Linked DNA regions of Mus musculus: all the other regions are linked to region 1. A link is a contact called in public HiChIP or PLAC-seq and promoter capture Hi-C data. All regions are on one chromosome and are shown on one strand. The core of a region is the stretch at or near the end of the contact, and the rest is flanking DNA. Distances in the headings are between cores, read along the strand shown.

What was found. Promoter capture Hi-C pulls out the DNA fragments that hold promoters and counts their contacts. HiChIP or PLAC-seq counts read pairs in DNA pulled down with a chosen protein or histone mark.
Region 2: a contact with region 1 is called in a promoter capture Hi-C map of second pharyngeal arch cranial neural crest. The contact joins the promoter of Dennd4a here to the promoter of Dis3l in region 1. A contact is called at or near these places in 14 of 39 promoter capture datasets (the 3T3-L1 cell line, the SN4741 cell line, cranial neural crest and 9 more), 5 of 484 Hi-C or Micro-C datasets (cerebral cortex, cortical neurons and embryonic stem cells), 16 of 115 datasets of contacts at active chromatin or transcription factors (SST interneurons, astrocytes, effector CD8 T cells and 12 more) and 2 of 9 other capture datasets (embryonic stem cells and liver).
Region 3: a contact with region 1 is called in an H3K4me3 HiChIP or PLAC-seq map of embryonic basal ganglia, with 8 times the contacts expected there. The contact joins the enhancer-like site here to the promoter of Dis3l in region 1. A contact is called at or near these places in 20 of 39 promoter capture datasets (the 3T3-L1 cell line, the C10 cell line, the HPC-7 cell line and 11 more), 5 of 15 datasets of contacts at CTCF or cohesin (embryonic stem cells, large pre-B cells, pro-B cells and 1 more), 95 of 484 Hi-C or Micro-C datasets (the CH12 cell line, the G1E-ER4 cell line, the MC3T3-E1 cell line and 40 more), 40 of 115 datasets of contacts at active chromatin or transcription factors (the 230-238 cell line, SST interneurons, T-cell acute lymphoblastic leukemia and 28 more) and 5 of 9 other capture datasets (adipose tissue, embryonic stem cells, liver and 2 more).
Region 4: an H3K27ac HiChIP or PLAC-seq map of trophoblast stem cells shows a contact between it and region 1, with 5 times the contacts expected there. The contact joins the enhancer-like site here to the promoter of Dis3l in region 1. A contact is called at or near these places in 5 of 39 promoter capture datasets (the C10 cell line, the HPC-7 cell line, HPC-7-derived erythroid cells and 3 more), 1 of 15 datasets of contacts at CTCF or cohesin (large pre-B cells), 4 of 484 Hi-C or Micro-C datasets (bone marrow-derived macrophages, embryonic fibroblasts and embryonic stem cells), 24 of 115 datasets of contacts at active chromatin or transcription factors (VIP interneurons, bone marrow-derived macrophages, craniofacial prominence and 15 more) and 4 of 9 other capture datasets (adipose tissue, embryonic stem cells, liver and 1 more).
Region 5: a contact with region 1 is called in a promoter capture Hi-C map of erythroid cells, with 8 times the contacts expected there. The contact joins the promoter of 1700055C04Rik here to the promoter of Dis3l in region 1. A contact is called at or near these places in 3 of 39 promoter capture datasets (erythroid cells, neutrophils and stem cell-derived epiblast-like cells) and 1 of 9 other capture datasets (liver).
Region 6: an H3K4me3 HiChIP or PLAC-seq map of neural progenitor cells shows a contact between it and region 1, with 11 times the contacts expected there. The contact joins the enhancer-like site here to the promoter of Dis3l in region 1. A contact is called at or near these places in 8 of 39 promoter capture datasets (the 3T3-L1 cell line, the HPC-7 cell line, HPC-7-derived erythroid cells and 5 more), 8 of 484 Hi-C or Micro-C datasets (the G1E-ER4 cell line, the N1E-115 cell line, bone marrow-derived macrophages and 1 more), 23 of 115 datasets of contacts at active chromatin or transcription factors (T-cell acute lymphoblastic leukemia, acute myeloid leukemia, bone marrow-derived macrophages and 15 more) and 2 of 9 other capture datasets (adipose tissue and macrophages).

Annotation. Positions count from the first base shown.
Region 1 is chr9:64,339,506-64,342,943 of GRCm38.p6, forward strand. It overlaps Dis3l (DIS3 like exosome 3'-5' exoribonuclease), which reads right to left and starts at 1,752. Exons shown (of 17, transcript NM_001001295.2): 1 at 1,488-1,752; 2 at 1-127. The coding sequence starts at 1,626.
Region 2 is chr9:64,809,508-64,812,945 of GRCm38.p6, forward strand. It overlaps Dennd4a (DENN/MADD domain containing 4A), which reads left to right and starts at 1,504. Exons shown (of 35, transcript NM_001162917.1): 1 at 1,504-1,513; 2 at 1,833-2,079. Gm36459 (a long non-coding RNA gene) reads right to left here and starts at 1,908. Exons shown (of 3, transcript XR_379559.2): 1 at 1,820-1,908; 2 at 1,439-1,595.
Region 3 is chr9:64,689,682-64,693,119 of GRCm38.p6, forward strand. Megf11 (multiple EGF-like-domains 11) reads left to right here. Exons shown (of 25, transcript NM_001134399.1): 16 at 321-449; 17 at 2,114-2,242; 18 at 2,674-2,802. Among named protein-coding and RNA genes, the nearest start is that of Gm36311, 5.5 kb to the left of the region's middle. Within about 2 kb of position 1,705, at least 35 of the 459 cell types and tissues checked have an H3K27ac peak or open chromatin away from gene starts, as enhancers often do. A contact at or near this core is called in cerebral cortex, cortical glia, differentiating embryonic stem cells and 7 more, where this site is marked.
Region 4 is chr9:64,666,069-64,669,506 of GRCm38.p6, forward strand. All of the region lies in intron 10 of Megf11 (multiple EGF-like-domains 11), which reads left to right. Among named protein-coding and RNA genes, the nearest start is that of Gm36311, 18 kb to the right of the region's middle. Within about 2 kb of position 1,648, at least 37 of the 459 cell types and tissues checked have an H3K27ac peak or open chromatin away from gene starts, as enhancers often do. A contact at or near this core is called in embryonic limb bud and trophoblast stem cells, where this site is marked.
Region 5 is chr9:64,039,766-64,043,203 of GRCm38.p6, forward strand. 1700055C04Rik (RIKEN cDNA 1700055C04 gene) reads right to left here and starts at 1,700. Exons shown (of 3, transcript NR_040726.1): 1 at 1,542-1,700.
Region 6 is chr9:64,604,069-64,607,506 of GRCm38.p6, forward strand. The region is part of intron 5 of Megf11 (multiple EGF-like-domains 11); the gene reads left to right. Among named protein-coding and RNA genes, the nearest start is that of Gm36311, 80 kb to the right of the region's middle. Within about 2 kb of position 1,938, at least 41 of the 459 cell types and tissues checked have an H3K27ac peak or open chromatin away from gene starts, as enhancers often do. A contact at or near this core is called in the N1E-115 cell line, forebrain, neural progenitor cells and 2 more, where this site is marked.

The DNA of each region.
Region 1 (3,438 bases), core at 502-3,001:
TGACAGGCCGTTTGCATGAAAATAACTCCCTTCAACTCCGGGAACTCCAGAACCTCGAGGTAATCCTGGACAACTTTCCAGTCTGGGATCACGTAATGAGTGACTTCGGCAGCCAGGAGCTTCCCATCTGAAACATAATTCAGAGTGGAAGCCATTAGGTAACATTTTCAAACCTGGTTTATGACTATTTCAATGTCACAGTGCTCCCGGTGTGCAAAATAACTTCTCATCTTAATTTCACCTTGAAGTTTTTAAAAGACAAGACAAATCTACTTTGGTGGAGGCTCAAAGTTCAGCTCCATTGCTCCCCCTCCCCTCAGCTGTGATTAAATACAAGCCCAACATGGTTTATGTTGTAGCCAGCACTTCTTCGAAAGAATGATATTTTAAAAACAAGTACGTCCCTGGAAGAAACTAAATTTCTACTAAGCCATCACAGACATGCATGAGCACTGACTGCGTTGGCTACTTACATATCCATTATATCTCTATCTACATATACACACGTGTATATATATGTAAGGGCAAGAGTGCACATGTGTGTGTGTGTTGACCCCTTGTAAGCATCTAACAATTCCAAGGCTATTCGGTCTGAAGCTTCCTAACACGGCTACACGGTTCTAGGGTTGAGGAGAACGTCCTAAAAAGGATGCGCTGTTCAATCAATGGGCTTCCACTCAACTGACACCTTGGTCAAGCTGTGACCTCAATCATGTATTCTGAAAAGACCCCCTCACGCTCATCTCCCACTAGGGGTAACAAACAGCTGGAGGGTCTGCGTACTGGCAGGAGCAGAGCAGGCAATGTCAAATGTCCAGCCAGCGTAATACGCTCAGGAGTAAGGTGCCAATAGCATTTTCGGGCAGAAAGGAGGAGGTGCCTACGCCCTTAGGTCCCCCTGGAAAAACCGAAGCATCCGGTGCCTGCAGGCTCTTCCACTTAGCCCGGCTATTGTAGCAGGCAGGTCCGGAGAGGAGCGCCCCTGAGGCTGCAGAGGCCGGTCCTGCCTGTGCCGGCCACTGGGAGGGAAGACTGGACGCACCGGGGACGCTCCAGGGCCGCTCCCGGCTGCCCCAGTACCGCCGAGCCCAGACGGTTATGCTCGCTCCGGCTGCCTACAGTCCGCGAGGGTCTGGCTCCGCCCTTGATGCCAGCGCTAAGCCGCCCTCGCTGCTCAGCTTCCCGCTCTCCTCTCTCCTTGGGTCCCGCTTCCTTCACTAGGGCCCCGCCGCCATCGCGACGCCAGGCCGGGATTCCCTTTGCTCTTTGGGCCTCTGCCACCCTCGCTCCTCAGGCCTCAGGTCCCTTCGCTCGCGCCCGGCAGCCTTCGCTACGTCAGGCCCCGGCCTCCCTCGTTCCTTTGGTCCTGGCTTCCCTCGTTCTCCGAGTCCCGGCTTCTCTCGCTCTCCGAGCCCCGGCTTCCCTCTCCGGCTCCGGCCTCCCTCGCTCTTCCCGCCCGGGCCTTCCCGGTCCACCCCGGCTCTGACCGTTGCGGCAGGCGGCAGGCTGCGGGCACAGCGGGCTGTTGCAAGGCACGCTGGGCCGCAGGTAGTGTTCACGCACGATCCGCAGCGTCCGACCCTGGAAGGTCCTCAGCAGCAGCACCTTCTCCCGCTTCTGCAGCATGCTGGCGGCGTCGCCCGGCACTGTGGCCGGGAAGCGGCGGGCGGCGGGCGGCAGGCGGCAGGCTCAGGCGAGACCGAGGCCTGAGGCCCGCCCCTCGGGCCTGGTCGGGCAGGCAGCAGCGTTCACGTTCCCGCTACCGCTACCGGGAGCGACCTAGCCAGGGCTGAGAATCCTCCGGGCCCAGTCCTACTCGCGCCTTTTATTCCTCTCTGTGCCTTAGTTGTCCCCGGGCGGGAAAAGTGTAGATAAACTTCACCCGAAGAATCCTCGGGTGTGAAGGTAGGATGTGGCAGGTAGTCTAAGAGTCGAGTGTAAAAGGATTATTATTTTTATTTTTATTATTATTTTTTTTACTTTGTTTCTACCCACAGGCCCGTGTGCGAAGGGCTGCCATAGCAACAGAGGTAATGCCGGGCAGTGATGGCTCATGCCTTTAATCCCAGCACTTGGGAGGCAGAGGCAGGTGGATTTCTGAGTTCAAGGCCAGCCCGGTCTACAGAGTGAGTTCTAGGACAGCCAGGGCTACACAGAGAAACCCTGTCTCGAAAAACCAAAACAAAAAACAAACAAAAAACAAAACAAAAACCAGAGGTAATAACTGTAGAGTTTTCTCGTCCTTGTTTTTGCAGTATCTGAAAGAATTGAAAAGCTCAGCAAAAAAGCTGGTAACCCTGCTGGCCAAACCGGTTTTCCTCTTCAAAAATATGCTTATTTTAAATTTTAATACACGTAAACATTCAAACACTACAGATAAAATGAAAACCAGTCCTTCTGGGGTAAACACTCTACAACTTTTATAGCGCTGGCAGCCTCGGGCAAAGGACTTCTTAGAGCCGCTATTGACATGATCTCTAAGTACTGTGCTTGTAGTGTTTGACAAAAAGGACGGTATCTTGGGAGACCACACACCCTGGATTCTCCAAGCACTGAGCCCACTGGAGCAAGAGTATCATTTAGCTTCCTTAAATCAAAGGAGTGGGTGTTTATTTGTATCATTTTATAGGCTGTGAGGCTGCATTAAGGGAGCTTAAGTGCCCAAGGATACCTAGTTATTATGTTTCAGAACCAATCTTGAAGCTAGAAACTGCTCAACTTCAAAGCAGGTTAAGCATCATCTAGTCACTGGTGAATAAAAGAGAGAGCGCCTGCACCAAAGGAATTTACTGCTTGGCAACCTTTGGTTAATGTGGCTGGCCCAGTTGGCTGGAAACACCTGGTTCTTCCAACGCAGCTGAAATAAACCAGGACCAGTCTCTCATTTCACCCTAAGGGAATGCTAAAGGGTCATGGTCTCCTCCTCCTCCTCATATCTCTGTGTCAAATCACTTGGTGAAACTCAAGGTAGACTTGCACAAACAGGAAAATAATGTAGAGCTGGCAAACAGGCACCAGACAGTGCAAGGAGAGTCCCTAAAGCTCTCCACAGTGAAAGAGGCTCTCCCTGTCTAATACAGGAGTCAGTTCCAGAGAGACCAGAGGACAGTGAGTAGCCAAAATTGTTCTCTACATAAAAAATGCCTTAGATAACTGTCCACCAATCCCTCCCCAGCTCCCTTCCTATCTTTTTTAAGCCACTGATGCTATGGATTGGAAGAACGACTTTGATTAGGTACTAATCTGCCCTTAATATCTCTCCTCAGCACTTTGTAGCTAGAAATTGTCTGCAAATGAACCACCCTTTAAGGAATAGAGCATAGCTAGAGTTTTATTGAGAGTTGATTTTTATCAGTATTTAAAATAAGGCTGTAGCTTAGTTGGTACTTAGCCTCTCTTCCCCTCACACCCTCTCCTTTCTCTCTCTGCCTTTTTGAG
Region 2 (3,438 bases), core at 254-2,753, 470 kb after region 1:
GTCAGTAGGGAGGATGGTTAAAAGACTTCAGTTTTTGCCAGGCAGAGGTGGTGCACGCCTTTAGTCCCAGCACTTGGGAGGCAGAGGCAGGCGGGTTTCTGAGTTTGAGGCCAGTCTGGTCTACAGAGTGAGTTCCAGGACAGCCAGGACTGAACAGAGAAACCCTGTCCCGGAAAAGCAAAACAAAAAAAAAAAAAGGGGGGGGGGAGGGTGTGGGGATCAACAATGGTATTATTTAATAATTTTCAGTGAAATTAGTGTATTTTTATCTACACAATATAATGTGATGCCCACACATTTTTTAAACAATTTGAACTATATTTGGTGAACTCAGTGTTGAAGAGACTCAAACTTAGATTTAAAAAAAAAAAAACAAACCCTCTCAATCAGGTTCTCTGGTCCATATGTTGTCTAGAATATAAATATAGATGCCATTCTTCAAGTACCACTCACTGTTCCCAGCTGCTTTGTTCCCTACTTGCCATTCAGTGGCTTCGGCCTGCAGTTAGAATTAAGGATAGTCTTGTATTTCTAGGCCCTATACAACGGAGCTCTCAACTCCCTCTCTAATCTAATGGAAGGCTTCTCCAGGCAAAATACATTTCTCATCAACACAGATTCCTCGCAGTTCTAAAAGCCAAGCTCCTCCCTATTGCAGGTTCTCTGCATGATCTTTTTGCTTTACTCAATTCTCTGGGGCCTTTCTTCCATTACTGGCTTCTTCCTGCACTTCAGAGAGGCACAGCCTTGATCACTCTGGTTTCAAAAACCACCCTGTTATCTGCTACCTAGAATTCTTCCTAGAACTTTTATGTTTCTTCTCCAAGCATTAAATATATTTGGTTGTTGTTGTTGTTGTTGTTGTTGTTGAGCTTCTCCCACTAGACCTCAACTCCCTCAAAGCAGACCTTTTCTGGTTCCCTGACTGTTGTGTGTCAGCCCTGCTGGGTTTTCCAACAATATTGTCTGGATGAATGAGTCCAAGAGAAGGAGTGGAGGTATAAAATAAAACTGTAATCTCGGTTGGCAATAAAGATGAAGCCTGTTTTGCATAGATTAACTTCAACCTAGAGGAATTTTTTTTTAAAAGGTCCTATTTCTTCCTTCATTTGTTCATAGAATTCCAGCTAACATTATTCAATACTTTTTAGGCATACACTTTACATTTCTGAGTAACTCTGTAGAGGTAATCAACCTTTATTATCCACATTTTTCAAAGGCATCTTGCCAATAGCCATTAACAGTAGACCTGCAGTCTAGTTTAAGTAGGCCATATCCAATTAATCAATGTAATGGACACCCTTTCAATCAACAATAGCTGTTTTATCAACGCGCTTTTCAGAGAACCCCTCTGAATTCCCCCTTTTCCCTGACCTCTGTCTCGGGACTGAAAGCTACTGGTGGTTGCTAACCGCTTAGGGGGTTTTCTGCAGAATACCAGTGACTTTGGTGGGCGGATCTCAGCTCAGACCACTGCACCAAGCAGCAGTGCCGGGAAGGAAGAAGCAGGTCTGTTGGCCATAGCTGGATGCTTGTGAAAGAGGAAGGTACAGTGCGCCTTGTTCTTACTCGCCAGGGGCTCGGAATCTCCCAACCTGAAGGGGAACCACGACGCGTTTCCCCAGCTACACTCGCCGTCACCAGCCAGCCCGGCCCCACCCCGCCCACAGCCCCACCCAGCGGCCCGCCCACTTGCGGGACCCTTGTTAGTCCCCTCCCCCCACGACCCACCCCCTAGCTCGGCCCATTCCTGCCCCTCGGGTCAGATTCGGCCTGTGATTGGTTTTTGTTGCCATAGTCCCCGCCCCCATGTCTTTACCGTCACTCCCAAGATGGCGCCGGCCGCGGCGGGTTCGGCGGCTGGTGCTGAGGAAGGAGGCGGAGGCTTTGGCGACCGCGCGGGGAGGGGGAGTCCCGTCTGACTGAGACGGCTGGGCGGAGCGCCGGGCCGGGAGATGAGCTAAGCTGGCTGCAAGCGCCGCGACATTCAGCCCCCTCGTGTCCCGCCCGCCGCGCATGAGGGGATCAGACTCTGCATCTCAGGCTCTTCCCGGTGCTCGCGCGGGGGCCGGCGGGGAGGTGAGTGGCGGGGGCGGCGGCGTGGGCATCGGTGGCATAGGGAGCTGTCACGGCCCTGAGGAGGTGACTGGCAGGGGGACGCCGAGCCGGGTGATAGGACTTGGAGGGCCGCTAGGCGCGGGCAGCTGCTAGGAGGGGCTCTGGCCGTCCCGGAGGATGGCGAGATGCTGTCGATGGCGTTCGCGCGCCTCCGTGTGGGAACGAGCGCGGGACACCGGGGGGGTCCCTCCGGACTGGCCATTTGGTGCTGGCCTGGGGCTGTTGTTGTTGGGGTGATGGGGCGGGGGCGGACGGTGGGGAGGTCCTGAAGCTGGGATTTTGACAAGCTCGTTACGTAAGGTTGCTTCCCGGAATCCCACCTGCTCTGGGTTTCAAACCCGCGGCGGGGGCTGCTTTCCCGCGGCTGTTCAGTCCAGATGCCGGGGCCCGGCTGGGGCTCAGGTTCCACGTGAGCCCGGCCAGCGTCCAAGTTGACCAGTGTGTGTGTGTGTGTGTGTGTGTGTGTGTGTGTGTGTGTGTGTGTGTGTGTCTGTGCACACGCGCGCGCAATTCTTGGTCATCACCACTCCTTTTGAAGTTTATCTCTTTCTAGAGGGGAAAGACGAAGGAGGGGGCAGGGGGAGAAGGGGCAAAAAAGCTTGTGACCTAGAATTGGGTCGCAGCGACATCTCTTTTATGGTGCTTTTAAATGACAGGACGTAAAGGGAAACTTGGATGTTGCTGCTCCAGTGTGCTTTTCCTTCAGACGAATGGTTGGCCTCAGAGCGGTAGAGACGGTTTTTATTTGTCTTATAGGACAGTTATTTCTTGTTTGCAAAACAGGACAGGCATCAGTCAACAGGCTTGTATTTATCTGAGGGGAAAGTGGGTGTCAGCCAGCCAGAGAGACATGGGAGGGCAGGAATTGTGTCACTCTGTGAGTATATTGTTCTTTTAAGTGTGTTAGATATGAATGAAAAGGGTAGCCCAAAAGTAAAATAAACAATATTACATTATCACAAGATTATCTTTAGTGTATATACAGCCTTAATCTGTTTTCTGCCCACCCATTGTACCTCCTCTTTCCTTGGAGGAAGGGGGTGGAGACACCTGTAAACATCGTAGCCCAGGTTACACTAAGTTATTGTGGTGCATTTGAGATTACTATAAAGAGGAGTCTCAGGGGGAACCCAAGATTAGTTTATAAGTAAGGATTCTTGGGCAAATTGATCAGTTTATATTTACAGTAGTTCTGAGATACAGCTTCTGAAAAAAAAAAAGGAATAGAATTTCTGATCTGAGCCCTAATTGAACTTAAAATTGTACTTGATTTCTTTTATGGGGCTTTGTTTTGTTTGGGCGAGACGTAATAATCGTTTG
Region 3 (3,438 bases), core at 455-2,954, 350 kb after region 1:
GCTGGGAGGTCGTCTAGGAATGCTCAGCAGAGTGTCCAGAGACACCAACTCCTCCTTAGGCCTTCCTACCTGTAAGACCCAAGACTACTGACATCCCCTCTATGGACCTCAGCCTGTCCTTGTAAAAAGGAATTAGGACAGGGCCTCTTGGGGAGCTGCTGTTGTGGAGAAGGGCAACTGCCACTGTAGGTGAAGGTTCCCATCCAGATCACACCTAGAGTAGTCAGGGCTGTGGCCTAGGAAACTTGGGGTGTGGCTGTGTGGGTGGTGGCTCTTAGGGCCTGGGAAGGCTCCGGTGCCAGGCTTCCCTGTGCCCACAGTGTGTGCTGGAGGGCACTTCGGGCAGGACTGTGCCCAGCTCTGTTCCTGTGCCAACAATGGGACCTGCAGCCCCATCGATGGCTCCTGTCAGTGCTTCCCTGGGTGGATTGGCAAGGACTGCTCACAGGGTAAGCTGGCACCCCTGCAAGTGTCCCCCGTTCTCCTGCAGACAAGGATATCCGCCCATTTATTTCTTTATATTGTTTCTGTGTGTATGATAAGTGCCACAGCAAGGATGTGGAAGTGAGAGACCAACTCTCTAGCACCAGTTCTCTTCAGCTTTTATGTGAGTTTCAGGGATCAAACTTGGGTTCACCACAGGTTTGGGTGGCAAGTGCCTTTATCCACTGAGCCATGTCACTGTTCCCTGATCCTGAAAGTCCCATTTTATGCTACATCAAACTTGAGTTACTGGAACTGACCATGGATATGGTTACTGCAGGTTATTAAGGGCATCAATACTGCCATTAGTGCTGTGAATCCTGAGAATTATACTCCACTAGCATCTGCCTATAGAAGATGCAGTCAGGATATAGAGGAGGAGGAGGGAACAAGACCGGTATGCTTGAGTTTGTGAATGGCAAGGCTAGCATAGCCACTCTTAGAAGAAGGGGAACACCTGTGGGATGGCCCCCTGTGAGTGATGTCCTGAACACCTTAGGCCTTAACATGGAGCTACAGTCTGATACCAAGGTAACAACCCCTTCCCAAAGGGGCCCCAGCCTTGGCCTAATTAATTAGCTCCTTGTCTAATGGGTGAGACACTGTCAGTACCTGTAAGGAGGTCTCAGTTAAATGGCCGGACCTGGAAGAATTCCATTTTGATGAAAGCCACAGGCTCCAATCTCAAACAGCACCTGAACCCAAAGACAAGACTGGCCCTGCCACCTGTGGAGAAGTCAGAGCCCTTGGTGTTACTCCACCCCTGTCCCTGTGAGTCCCTCTATGAATGGAGGTGTAGGAGCCCTTCGAGTAGGGCTGCCTTAAGTCATCCAAGATTAGAATAGGCAGAGTCTGGTCTTCATAGCAATCCCAGGGGTTGAGGCCAAGAGGAGAGCTGATTCTGTGACTAGTATATCAAGTCCCCAAAGGCCAAGAGATGCCCCTCTGGGTCTGTCCAGGTGTTCTGGCTCTGATGTGTACCCACCTCCCCTTCCTTTCCTCCTGCTCCTTTGTCCTGCCCTCCCCCTCTGCATCCCACCCACCCCACCCCCACAGCCTGCCCATCTGGGTTCTGGGGCTCTGCCTGCTTCCACACATGCAGCTGCCACAACGGGGCGAGCTGCAGCGCCGAGGATGGGGCCTGCCACTGCACCCCTGGCTGGACTGGACTCTTCTGCACGCAGCGTAAGCCCTGCCTCCCAGACACTCCCAGTCATATGCTGCAGCCTACTGGCCACTTTGCGAATAGCCCTGGTTTGCAGAGAGGGAGGGAAGAGGCTGGCCCCAGGACCAGCCACACCTCAGGATCATCCAAAGTCTTGAGAGGGCAAGGCTATAAGGGTATCCCAGCAATCAACCAGATCAGACCCTTGGACCATGGGGAAGAAATCCCAGGGCTGCACAGCAGAGACCAGAGCTTGTCCTCTGCTGCTGAGGCCCTAGTTGCATGGATAACCTTGTCCCTACCCTCCTCCCCTTTAGCCCAAGGTTCAGTGGGTACAGATGTCTCTGTGGGCCTCGCTCGTCTTTATCCCATGCTGCGCAGGAAGCAGCAGACCAGCCTGGTCCCAGCAACATTTCCTCAGTTTTCCTGAGCCCACACCAACTGTGACCTGTGGTCTTGTTGCAGGTTGCCCTTCAGCATTTTTTGGGAAGGACTGTGGGCACATATGCCAGTGTCAGAATGGAGCCAGCTGTGACCACATCACTGGGAAATGCACCTGTCGAACAGGCTTCTCTGGCCGCCACTGTGAACAGAGTAAGCTACCCTAACCTGGGAAAGTTGCTTCTTTCAACCCCATCCTCCCCATACCCAACCCCCATCCAGGGTACTGGGCTCCTGTATTCCAGACTTTGAGGACAACTTCTGGGGAAGACTGAAGGCTAACCCTATACACTCATGCTGTGAGGATTTCTTTCCTCTTTAGATAGGGCTGAGGTGTGATAGGCATAGGAAGGAGGGGCCAGATGAAGGCAGGATTTTCCAGCTCTTTAAATGAGTTCAGGAGGGAGAGGTGTGCACTGACTCTACCCATCCCCAGCTATCTATGCACAATGGGCAATCTAGTTCAATAGGCTCCACTGTGGGTGGGACACAATGATCTCTTGCCATGAACTTCTCCACCTGGAGTGGGAGGGGTGGAGTGTGGCTGTGTCTCACTGTCTACTTGCATTCTGCATGCCAAACAGGATGTGCCCCTGGAACCTTTGGATATGGGTGTCAGCAGCTATGTGAGTGCATGAACAATGCCACTTGTGACCACGTCACTGGTACCTGTTACTGTAGCCCGGGATTCAAAGGAATCAGGTGTGACCAAGGTAACATACAGGTGGCAGGGTGCCTGGACAGGGTGGGAAGGGCCCAATTATGGGTGGCTTTGGAGAGTTCTAACCAGACCAGTTGAGTTTTATGACATTACCTTTTATTCACAGTTGGGAGCCTCTCTTCATAGCATTTCTGCTAATCCTCTGGTAGTTCCCCCATGAGCGAGGCAAGAGTGAACCAGAGGCTAGTGCTGGGAAAGGGCACCAGTCAGGCTACACTGCAACACTTGCCTAGTTGACTTCTGCCACTCCCTGCTAGGTGTCTCTGGGCAGGTCATTTCCTCTGCTGGGTCTTTTACTCCACATTCAATTGAACAGACATTAACCTTTGTCCAAAGGGCTCAACTTGACTCTAGCTCTATGCCTAGGTGACATTGCATGGTACAGCTGAGAGGGATCAAATCCAGTCAATTCAAGAAAGGTCTCAGCACAGTGCCTGGCACATGTGAGCACTCTGTAAATGATGGCTTTGTACATGGGAAGTCCTTTTGTTTTGCAGATGTGGGAGGCTATTGTTGGTTTTAGAAGATGGGGATAGAAAACAGGCTCTCAATTACCCACATCAGACACACTTACTTTGCAATGTGAAGCTATGCAGCTCAGGCAAATGCAACATTGGCTGTCCTAGAA
Region 4 (3,438 bases), core at 398-2,897, 330 kb after region 1:
TAAGACACTCCAGAACAACACAGACTGGAGTTCAAACCCCAGTTCTCCACTGCCTACATTGCTTATGGTGAGTCCTGTGTCATGCTCAAGCCTGCATGTCCTTAACTGTGACAAAGGGTTTGTTGTAAGAGTAGGGAGCTTCCTATAGAAGTTATAGTTCAGCACCTGAACCCAATAGCTCCCTGCTAAGATGCTAAGCTACATGGGCAGAGAGTTTTTCTCAAGTCCAGCACACATGTGACCCCCAGAGGGTATCAGGGTGAGCTGTACCAAGGCACCCCAGGTGAGTGGACTCATGAGCACACACCCCTGCTGCTCTAGGCAGGCTTACTCCAGCACCCTTGGCCCATTCTGACTGGTCCTTCAGGATGTCATGTGAGATGCCACTGTCATCAGCTGAGAGACAGAGGTGAGGATGGGGGCAGAAGAAAAGTTTTTTTGTGTGTGTTAGCTTAGCCTTGGCAAAAGGACCACCCAGGACATCCATTGATGAAGGGCACACGGTCTTCCCTGTGCGGAGAAAGTGCTGGGCTAGGATGCAAGAAGCAAGTTCATAGTATTGGCTCTGCTTATGTTTTAGGTTCTGAATCTCCTTTGTAAAACAGGAATGAAATTTTCTGCCCCAAAACTGTGGGCACAAGGATTGGGTGGAACAGCGTCTCAGCACCTTGGACAGCACCACACATCTCAGCTGGCTGCTCTTCCAAATAGCCTGGGGGTGAGGCCAGGGCAGTGGGGAGAATGTCTTGTTAAAGTCCTGGGGTACTTGTAGCCCTGTCCTGACAGCATCTCTGAGAGAAGGAGAGGACCTGTCTTCCCTAGTACCCTGGCTAAAGAAATAGCTGAACCGTGGTGGGGGAGGGGAGAGGAGAGGAGAGGAGAGGCCGGCCATAGGAACCATTCACCCTCCTGCAGGCTGGGTGCATTTTACAGGTCCCTGTGACTTCTCAATGCCACCAAAGGAAATTTACACCTCTATCTCTTGTTACTCTCCAGCCTCATTTCATCTGCTCTGTGACCACACATAACTCACTTTGCCCCAAACCTGTCTCTCCCCTCTTCATTGCTGCAGCCTCGTTTTTGTTGTGTCTATGAACATCCAGTCCAGCTCCTTAGATGACCTCACTTCCATAGACAGTCTTCTCTGTCAGATTCACTTCTTATACATACAAAGCCCATGGCTCTTGCTTAGGCTGCCTCCCTGAGAACAAGGACCTGTCTCCCCTGGCCCCATACCTCTTAGCCACCATCACCTACCATCCCTGCCACATGGACAGCTTGCTTGGTGAAGTCTCTTTGGTAAATGAAATTCTTGGGAATAGCAGGACCATTAATGTAGATGATCCCAGACTAACATCTATAGGAAGAGGAATTTGGGCTGCTTGCCAGTGAGGCTAGGACTTGAATCTTTGCCCATCCCCACGAGCCTCTCTGAGGTTTGTTTATTTTTATTACATTTATTTATTTATTGTGTGGGATACATGCAGAAGCCGTGTACAGGAGTCAGTTCTCTCCTTCTGTCACGTGGGTTCCAGATGCTGAACTCAAGTCATCAGATTTGGTGGCAACCACCCTTTTAGCTCCTACTGCTGAGTCATCTAGCTAAACCCTTCTCTCCAGTGTAAAGCGATAGTTGGAGTAGCTGTCCTTCAGCACCACCTCTGAGTTCCTGCCGCAATGGTGTACCTTAGACAGCTCACCTTACACAGTGCAGAGGTCACAGAGATGTGGAACCAGGCTCCCAGCCTTCAGATAGCGGCTTCACTGCTTTTTATAGCTGTGTGACCTCAGGGTCACATGATACCATCTCTCTGTGCCTGTTTTATGGTATGTGAAAAGGAAATGATCACAAATCGCTAGGGTTAGTATGCTGATCAAGCTAATTAGTGTATGCAAAGAGTGTATTAGTCATCTTTCAACAAGTGTCAGCCATGATGGTCATGTTTAAAAGGTTGATTGCCACCCACAACATTCAATCCTGCTGATGCCCACTTGAAGAGCCCTGAGAGTCTGTCTGGGATGCAGGTGCAGACAGGATGAGAGTAAGGAAATCCTTAGCTGCAGCTTCCTCTGGAGTGGGACCTGCAGGGCAGCTATGTAGCCAGAAAGGACAATAGGCTTTCTCAGCACTGAGGGAAACAGTCTAATTTCACAGCCACACCCACAAGCCCCTGGGATGCCCAGCACAGCTCTCTTTAAGACACTGCCTGATAGAACTTCCTGCGCACACCGGTCTAGAACTAATTGCTGTCCTGACAGTGCCTGCAGGGAGCAGACTGCAAGGTCACAGCCAGGCTGAGTGACTTGATTCCCAGTCCTCTTCTGCAGCCTCCTCCCTGCATGGAGACTTGGGGGGGGGGGAGATGAGGTGTTTTTCTGACCATCCCTCAGCCTGATGCCTTCTTTCAGTTCTGGTTGTAATGGGGACAGAGAGCTCAGGAGGCAGGACAGAAGGGCCCAGTGTCCCCTCCCTCAGGACTTGGGCCCATATTTCTCCCTAGGATGACAGCATTTCTATTACCTTAAAGGGCTCATCTATTCATGCTGCAATTTTTTGAAGCCCTGTCTGCCATTATTGAGCCCTGCATGCTGGCAAAGGGAGCAGGCACTCCATCACCCAAATGAACCAACTCCTTCCTGCATTTTTCTCAGCTTTCTCCGCTCTGTCCATAGGTCATATGCAAAGCTTAGCTGCTTGGGCTAGGGAAGGCAGGAGGGGGCCAGAGTCACGACCGCCAGATCAGTGGGGCAGCAATTGAATTTTCTCTGCACAAGGTTTCTGGCATCCTTTAAAGAGGTCTTTCCGCCAGCTTCCCAGCCTCGGGGTGTGTGGTTCCTGAGCTGGAACTCTGGAATGACGGCCGGTGTGGCCAGGAGAGAGTGCAGGGTGGAAATGACAGCCAGGCGACACACGAAGCACACCTGTGCACTTCCCGTTCCATGCTCATCACCATTGTTCTAAGAGCAGAAAAGCAATTTCTCATTCCCTGCCCCACCCCCCATCATGGTCTACCGTCTCAATTATTGTCATAAAAGATTTTTCCTGATGCATATTAAGCATGACAAATTTATCCTCTAGCTGATGTAGTTGCATGAACAAGACTGTGCAAAGCTTTAAAAATTACCAAAAATATTAACACACACACACTCATGCACACACATTTACACATACTCATGCACATACCTTTACACACATTCATGAACACATGTGCATGCACACTCACACACTCAGGTGCACACACATACACATATACTCTAATTGACACACACATATTCATGCACATACATACACACTTATACACTCACACATACTAATACATGGTCACACACACTCAAACACAGCTCACTCACACACATTCACACATGTACTTATGCATACACACTCTCACACACATTCATGTACACACACACTCTCACATACACACACACACACACACA
Region 5 (3,438 bases), core at 450-2,949, 300 kb before region 1:
CATCTCAACAGTCGAGGATGCCTAACAGACCTCTAATGGAGAGAAGGATACGGACAGAACAGGATACCAAGTGAGTGACCTCATTTGGAAAGTCAGGAACTAAGCCAGGTGAGGTTGCACATGCCTCTTGTGCTGCCTCTCAGCACCCAGGAGGCAGAGGCAGGAGGATCTCCTGATTTTGAGATCAGCCTGGTCTACAGAGCAAGTTACAGGACAGTCAGGGCTACACAGAGAAAACTGTGTAGAAAAGAACTGTGTGTGTGTGTGTGTGTGTGTGTGTGTGTGTGTGTGTGTGTGTGTATACTTCCATAGACTCCCTGCTGGATGTTGAGAGTTCTCTGCATCTTCTCCCAAGGTTCTCAGTTCTCTGTGGCACCCCCTCCCGACTCCACTCTCTCTGGCTGGGCTTCCTCCCTTTTCTTTTCTCACTAAAATGATATAACAGCATGGACTAGTGCCAGCCTGGGCTACTTCTTCACCAGGATGCAGCTCTCGGGTCTTCTCCAAAGCTGTAGCCAGCTCCCCACCTGGGCCTTCTGATTGAGCTATCCTCAGCCCTTCCCTGACCCTACTCATCAATGATCCTCCAGGAAAAGCCAGCAAGGGAAGGAGGGGAGAAAGAGAGAGAGAGACAGGAACAGGGACTGGAAGAGAGCTCTGTAGCCCTTTTGGTACCTAAAGTATCAGCCAACAGCAGCCAATGCAGCACACTGTGTGTTAGAAATGTACAGCCCATGCTCAGTGGAAGACAGTAAGTAACTGGGCACAGTATTGCTAGGAGCTGTGGGAAGAAGAGTTATTGAGGCCATGTCGAAAGATGTCTGTCCGTCCAGGCTTGGTCCTGGGCTAGAGCAGGTGGTAAAAAACCAGCTGTGGCAGGAGTGTGCAACCTCTCCCTAGGCCAGGCTCCAAACCTACAAATGTTTGGCCAAAGCAGGTTACACAAAAATCCAATTCTAGACTGAAAAGATGGTGAGGGAGACACCAGCTCTTGCCAGGAAGAGGCTCAGCCATTACCAAGGGCACAGACCCTACTGGAGAAATCTGTCCATTTCTTTATTTCTGCAAAGAGACACACAGTTTTCCCCTGTTCCTGATAACTCTGTCCTGGAGTGTCAGGATATGGAGGCTCCTTTGATCCTTCCCAGCTACCCTGCCTGCCTTGGCCTCTGCCTGTTGCCAGCCTGCTGGTGTTCAAAGCTTAATGCCCCTGCTTCCTTTTCTTTCACTGTGGTGACAAATTAAAAAGACAGTGTCTTTACTGCAATCCCAATCCATTTCCTCCCAGTTCTGAGAGTCTGAAATGCACGGGTATCCTTGGGCTCAAATCTAAGTGTAGCCAGAGCTGCCCACCTATTCTTTAACACTACATTGTATCTACTTATTTGGAGTAAGCCTTCCATGACATAACATGCATGTGTGTGTGTGTGGGGGGGGGGGGGTTGTCAAAGGACAACTTGCCAGAGCCAGTTGTCTCCTTTCCCCTTGTAGGTGTGGGGAACTGAACTGTGTTTGTCAGGCTTGGCTGCAAGTGCCCTCACCTGCCGAACTGTCTCAGCAGCCCAACTCTGGGCTTTTGAGGAAGCTTGAGGGGAGAAAGAATTCACCCACTTGCCCTGTCCAACTTCTAGCGGTGGCCTGCCTTGCCTGGCTCGTGTCTCCTCCACAGTGGCCGGTAGAATATCAGTCACACGCCTTCTGACTGTCCTTCTGACGGGGTTCTGACTGTTGCACCTAGGATGGCTCTTGTGACTTCAAGCCTCCCTATGATCCAGGACAATCTCTCTGTGACAGAGTCAGCTGATTAACAACCCAGATCCACCCTACCTTTATTCTCCCTGACTGTGTTACCTTACATATCCCCAGGTTTCAGGGACTCAGTCTTTGGGCCATCATTCAGCCAAACTCCCATCTCCTCCTCACCCCTAGGTCCTTGTGAATGATGTCCACGGGCACATTTATAGGGCATTTACTGTATGCCTTGCCAGAACCCCTCACCCAACTTCTCTCTAAAGTTCTCTAAACAACCATCCTGTCTGTGCATGCCTTGGGGGGAGCTTCCCATATTGAGATCTCATTTTATAAACTCAGAGGCTAAGTCGCTCCCCAAGGCTTCACAGAGAGCACGTGCTGGATATTGAGCTGGTCCTGGCAGTGTATGCCTGTCATCCCAGTTACTCAAGAGTCTGAGGCAAGAGGATAGCAAGTTCAAAGTCAGCCTGCCTAGAAAGTTTGGTGAGACTAGTTAATATTGATTATCAGCGTGACAGAATCTAGAGCAGCGGTCCTCAGCCTTCCTAATGCTGTATGACCCTTTCATACAGTTGCTCACGCTGTGGTGACCCCGAAGCATAAAGTTATTTTCACTGCTACTTCATAACTGTCATTTTGCGACTGCTATGAATTGTAATGTAATAATCTAATATGTGAACCCCACAGGTTGAGAACCCCTGCTCTAGAATCCTGTAGGAGTCAAACCTCTGGTTACACCTGGGAGGGAGTTTCTCGAGTGGGTTCACTGAGGTGGGAAGCCTCATACTAACCGTGAGCTGAACCATTCCATGTGCAGGAGTCCCTGAACTCAGTAGAAGGAAGTGTAGCTGAGCACATTCCACCTCTCTCTGCTTCCAGACTGTGGGTACCACGTGACCACCTGCCTCAGCGGCCAGGTCTTCTCTGCCATGATGGAGTGCACCCTCAGCACCTCCAGACCGAGCCGAAGCGAACCCTTCCCAAAGTAGCTCTTGTCAGACATTTGGTCTCAGCAACAAGAAAAGCAGCTAATACATGAGATTCAGTCCCCAAATAAGCACAAAGAAAGCTGGATGTAGTTCAGTGGCAGTCGGTCCACGGACGACCCTGGGGTCTTCAGCCAGCAGCGTTCAAAAGGGGGTGGGGGAGGGGCTGGATAGTAAATCTAAATTCAAATCCACCCAACTCAAAAGCCAGGGTCTCAACCGCTCACTCCACCTCCCTTGAAGCCACCACTCCTCTGTTTTCCATCGCTGAGTGATGGGTCTCTCTTAACAGGTGCCTTCCTGAAGTTTCCACTTAGAGCCACCTCTCCACTGGCTCTGCAAAGACAACCCGCCTGCTCCTTACCAGATAGATCCTCACCCAGAGCACACACACCCCCCCCCCCCTAACTGCGCGTTGCTGAGACTTTTTTTACCCTGGAGCTGGAGGTACAACCAGCAACATCTACCCCAGTCACAAACCAAAATTCCATTCTACCAGTGTTGCCTTGGGGAAGTAGTTAGGCTTACTTCCGAGAACATTCGGGAGCCAAGGTGACCTTAAAACAGCCACATTGTAAGGGCAGCACCCAGCAGGGCTGATGGCTTCCCTATGGAGGTAGAGACAGATGGAGTCACTTCCTTGGTTGTTCACTGGCTATAAACACTAGCCCTGCCCAGAGAGCCTAGGGCTACACAGGTA
Region 6 (3,438 bases), core at 688-3,187, 260 kb after region 1:
TTAGCTGGTGGTCATTTAGGCTGGTCAGAGCTGACCACATCATGTTCCCCTTGTCTTCAGAGTAAGGAAGAAGACATTGAGCCCCTTTGCACATAAGCTTTTCCCTATCCTAGGCTTCTGGTCTCTTCTTAACTCTGCAGTGGCCATGGTCCAGCAAGCCTTTCAGTGAGCCAAGTTAGAATAGACCAGAAGGCTCCCACCCGGGTGTAGGCATGGGACCAGCCCCTCCTGAAATCATGGGGCGGGGAGAGAGAACATGCACGCATACATGTTGGGGGTGCACGCTCCAGTTTTGGGCAGCAACCCAAGTTTTACATCTCCTTGCTGGAAAAGAGAGTTCAATTTGGCTGCAGTACAAACTCCCCAGTCACTAAACTGCCATCTTCATTTAGTTAACGCTCTTTCTGGGCAGACCTGGCTGGGATTCATCTTCATTATCCAGTGAGGGGCTCACTCCAGGCCGGGCTTTGATCTCAGAGCAGCAGAAAATTGCCTCTTGCAGATGATTTCCCCTGAAGACCATTAGCAGGGCTGGTAGGAGGCTGAGTGCCAGGGAGGAGCTACGGACAGTCCACTACCAACACAGGCCCCCTCTCCATCCTTACCAGTGCCCAAGCTGCCTCTCTCCAGCCCCCACTTACCTCTTGCCTTTAGCTAAGCTAGACAGGGCTGAAATCCTAACATCTTTTTCCCCTGGCCACACAGCCCTCAATAACTAGTACTCTTAAAACAGTTTACAAAGTCCTTCCACATTTTAACTTTACAAACTCCAAAGCCACGGCCGGGATGTAGCTCAGTTGAAAGACTATCTGCTTAGCTTGCATAAAACCATGGGGTCCAGCCCCAGCCCCACATCAGCTGGGCATGGTGCTGCACGACTATATTCCCAGAACTTGGGAGGTGGACGCAGCAAGACCAGAAGTTCAAGGTCATCCGCAGCTACATAGCAACTTTGAGCCTGGGCTGCATGAGACCCTGTTTTTAAAAAGAACTCTCAGAATCCAGACTCACCAAGATCCTGGCTCAACATGCTTACACGACAAACTTGGTTTCTATGTCTACGAAACGGAATGATAACACCACTCTTGGAAATGACTCAGTATATAATATATACATCAAAGGCCTAACACAGAGGCCGCTGCAGTCCATGCCAAACACCAGGAGTCCTTTCTCCAGACAAGCACCGGCAGTTATAAACAGGGGCGCTGAGACCCATGGAGGTGCTTTGGTCAGTGACTTTGAGAGAATCATTTCCTTCCAAGACTGGGTCTTCTCTGCAGAGAGCTCCCACCACCCTTAAGCCTTCTACAGCATCCTACGGTAGGCTCATGTCTGGCAGGTTCAGGACCGCAGGGCTGACTACAGGCTCATAATTATGGAGATAGCCAGGAAATGCTTCGGGCTGCCTTGCTCCTCCAAGCAGCAGGGCGGTGAGCAGAGACTTGCCTGGAGCCACTGTGCTGGTTGACATAGGTTAGCTTGTGCACCAGAACTTTACACAGCTCTGGGGTGGCAAGATTTCCCAAGAGACCGTTAGTTAGCTGGTCCCTAACTGCTCAGAGCTCTTTTAGAACCATAACAGCTTCACCCTAAGCCCAAAGGTTTTCCCCTCTAGCCCCCCAAACCCTACGTTCCCACCCCGGCGTCTCAGCGATGACAATCCTCACCCCTTTCCAAGTCTGCAGACCACCCCCAACAGGCCAGCCTCTTCTTGGCTGTGTGCCCAGCCTCAGGCCTTTCTCCATAGGCCATGCCCCAAGCTGTTTTTAATCCCTTGTGATTGGCACTCTCTCGCCACTCGGGGTAAGGACATTTGGTCTCTGCAACTGGCACTTTGCCGCTATTATCTGCCCATGGCAACAGGGTCTGTAATCCAGCCCATTCATCTTTTCTTCCTCTGCATACACTCCTGGGCAGTCGGACCCCACTTGGATTTGTGTGAACTGTGCAGCCAGCAAAGACAGAAGAGCCTTTTCACAGCTGGGCTGCGGGGTCTTTGAGAAGCTTATCCGTTCAGAAAGGCCAGCTCGGAAGGATGCAGAAACTGCTTCATGAACCCAAACAAACGCCTTGTGTTCCCCCAGCATGGCTTCTTGGCCGACTTCCTTGCACCTGACCACCCATTAATCTGCCTTTTAACTGGATCTGCATGTGTCCCGGGCACATGGTTACTGTCTCTAGCCCCAGCTGGGCCACCTCCAAACCGGGTCACCCTGCAGGGCCGTGTTTAATGGTTCAGAGATACAGCCCTGCTTCTTTCAGAGAGGATCCAGCCGCAGGCCCTGAGTTGACAGGCAGTCTACAAAAGCCAGGGATTCTGAGAAAATAGCTGCTGCTGGATATCCAGAGGATAACCAAAGGACAGGGCTTCAATGTAGGATTTTTAGCCTGGAGTCTGTGCATAGTAGGACATAAATACCTTGAATTCCTGGGCGGTTCTGTGTATGCATATGTGCATGAGTTATATATGTGTTCATGAGCATTTTGGTGAGGATAGTCCGTAGCTTTTGTGAGTGTCCTAAACATGTCTGGGACTTACTATGTGGTCACAGCAGAGCAGAGAGTGTTTATACTTTTGCTATTGCAATATGATATTTTCTACAAATGTTTTCAGCCATGTTTATAGCCATCCTAGGACACACAGGGCCCGTGAGCATCAGGTTAGACAAGCCTGCTAGAACTTCAGTCAGGAATTCTGGGGTCATCCAGGCCAAGCCACTTACTTGGTAAGACCAGGCCTTAGAGTAACAGCTTGCCTTAGTGTGGTGGTTTGAATGAAAATGGCCCCCATGGCTCATGGCTCATAGATTTAAGTGTTTGGCCCGCAGTTGGTATGGCCTTGTTGGAGGAGAGATGTCATTGGGAACTGGCTTTGAGGTTTCAAGGGCTTGAGCTGTTCTTGCCATTCCCAGTGTGTTCTCTCTACCTCCTGCTCCTGGATCGAGATGTGAGCTCTCCACTCTTCCTGCCGCCATGCCTTTACTCCACCTTTATGGACTCTAACCATACACAGCCCACGTCTTTCCTTTATAAGTTGTCATGGTCACAGTGTTTTGTCACAGCAACACAAAAGTAACTAATATACTTAGCTTACCTGTACCTCATAGAACAGCCATCAGAGCCCAGGCCAGCTCTGGCTGCTGGCCCCATGCAGCCCAGCCAACTGTGGCCCAGAGCCAGCTCTTCCATTGCTGGGCTCATTGTCATATCCAACTCTGACTTGTCCCTGATCCCAGACCTTATCAGAGCCCCCATCCACCTTGCCAGGCCAGACTTAGCTTCCTTCTTTGCCTCACACCTTAATCCCTTGAGGGCTGAAGCTCTCTCACTCAGTCTGTCCCTCCCTGGGCCAGCCATTCCCCCATAGGGCCCCTCACTCACCAACACTGCAAGGCATCTTCTAGCCCCAGAGAGACATTTTTCTCTCTTGCCAGAAGC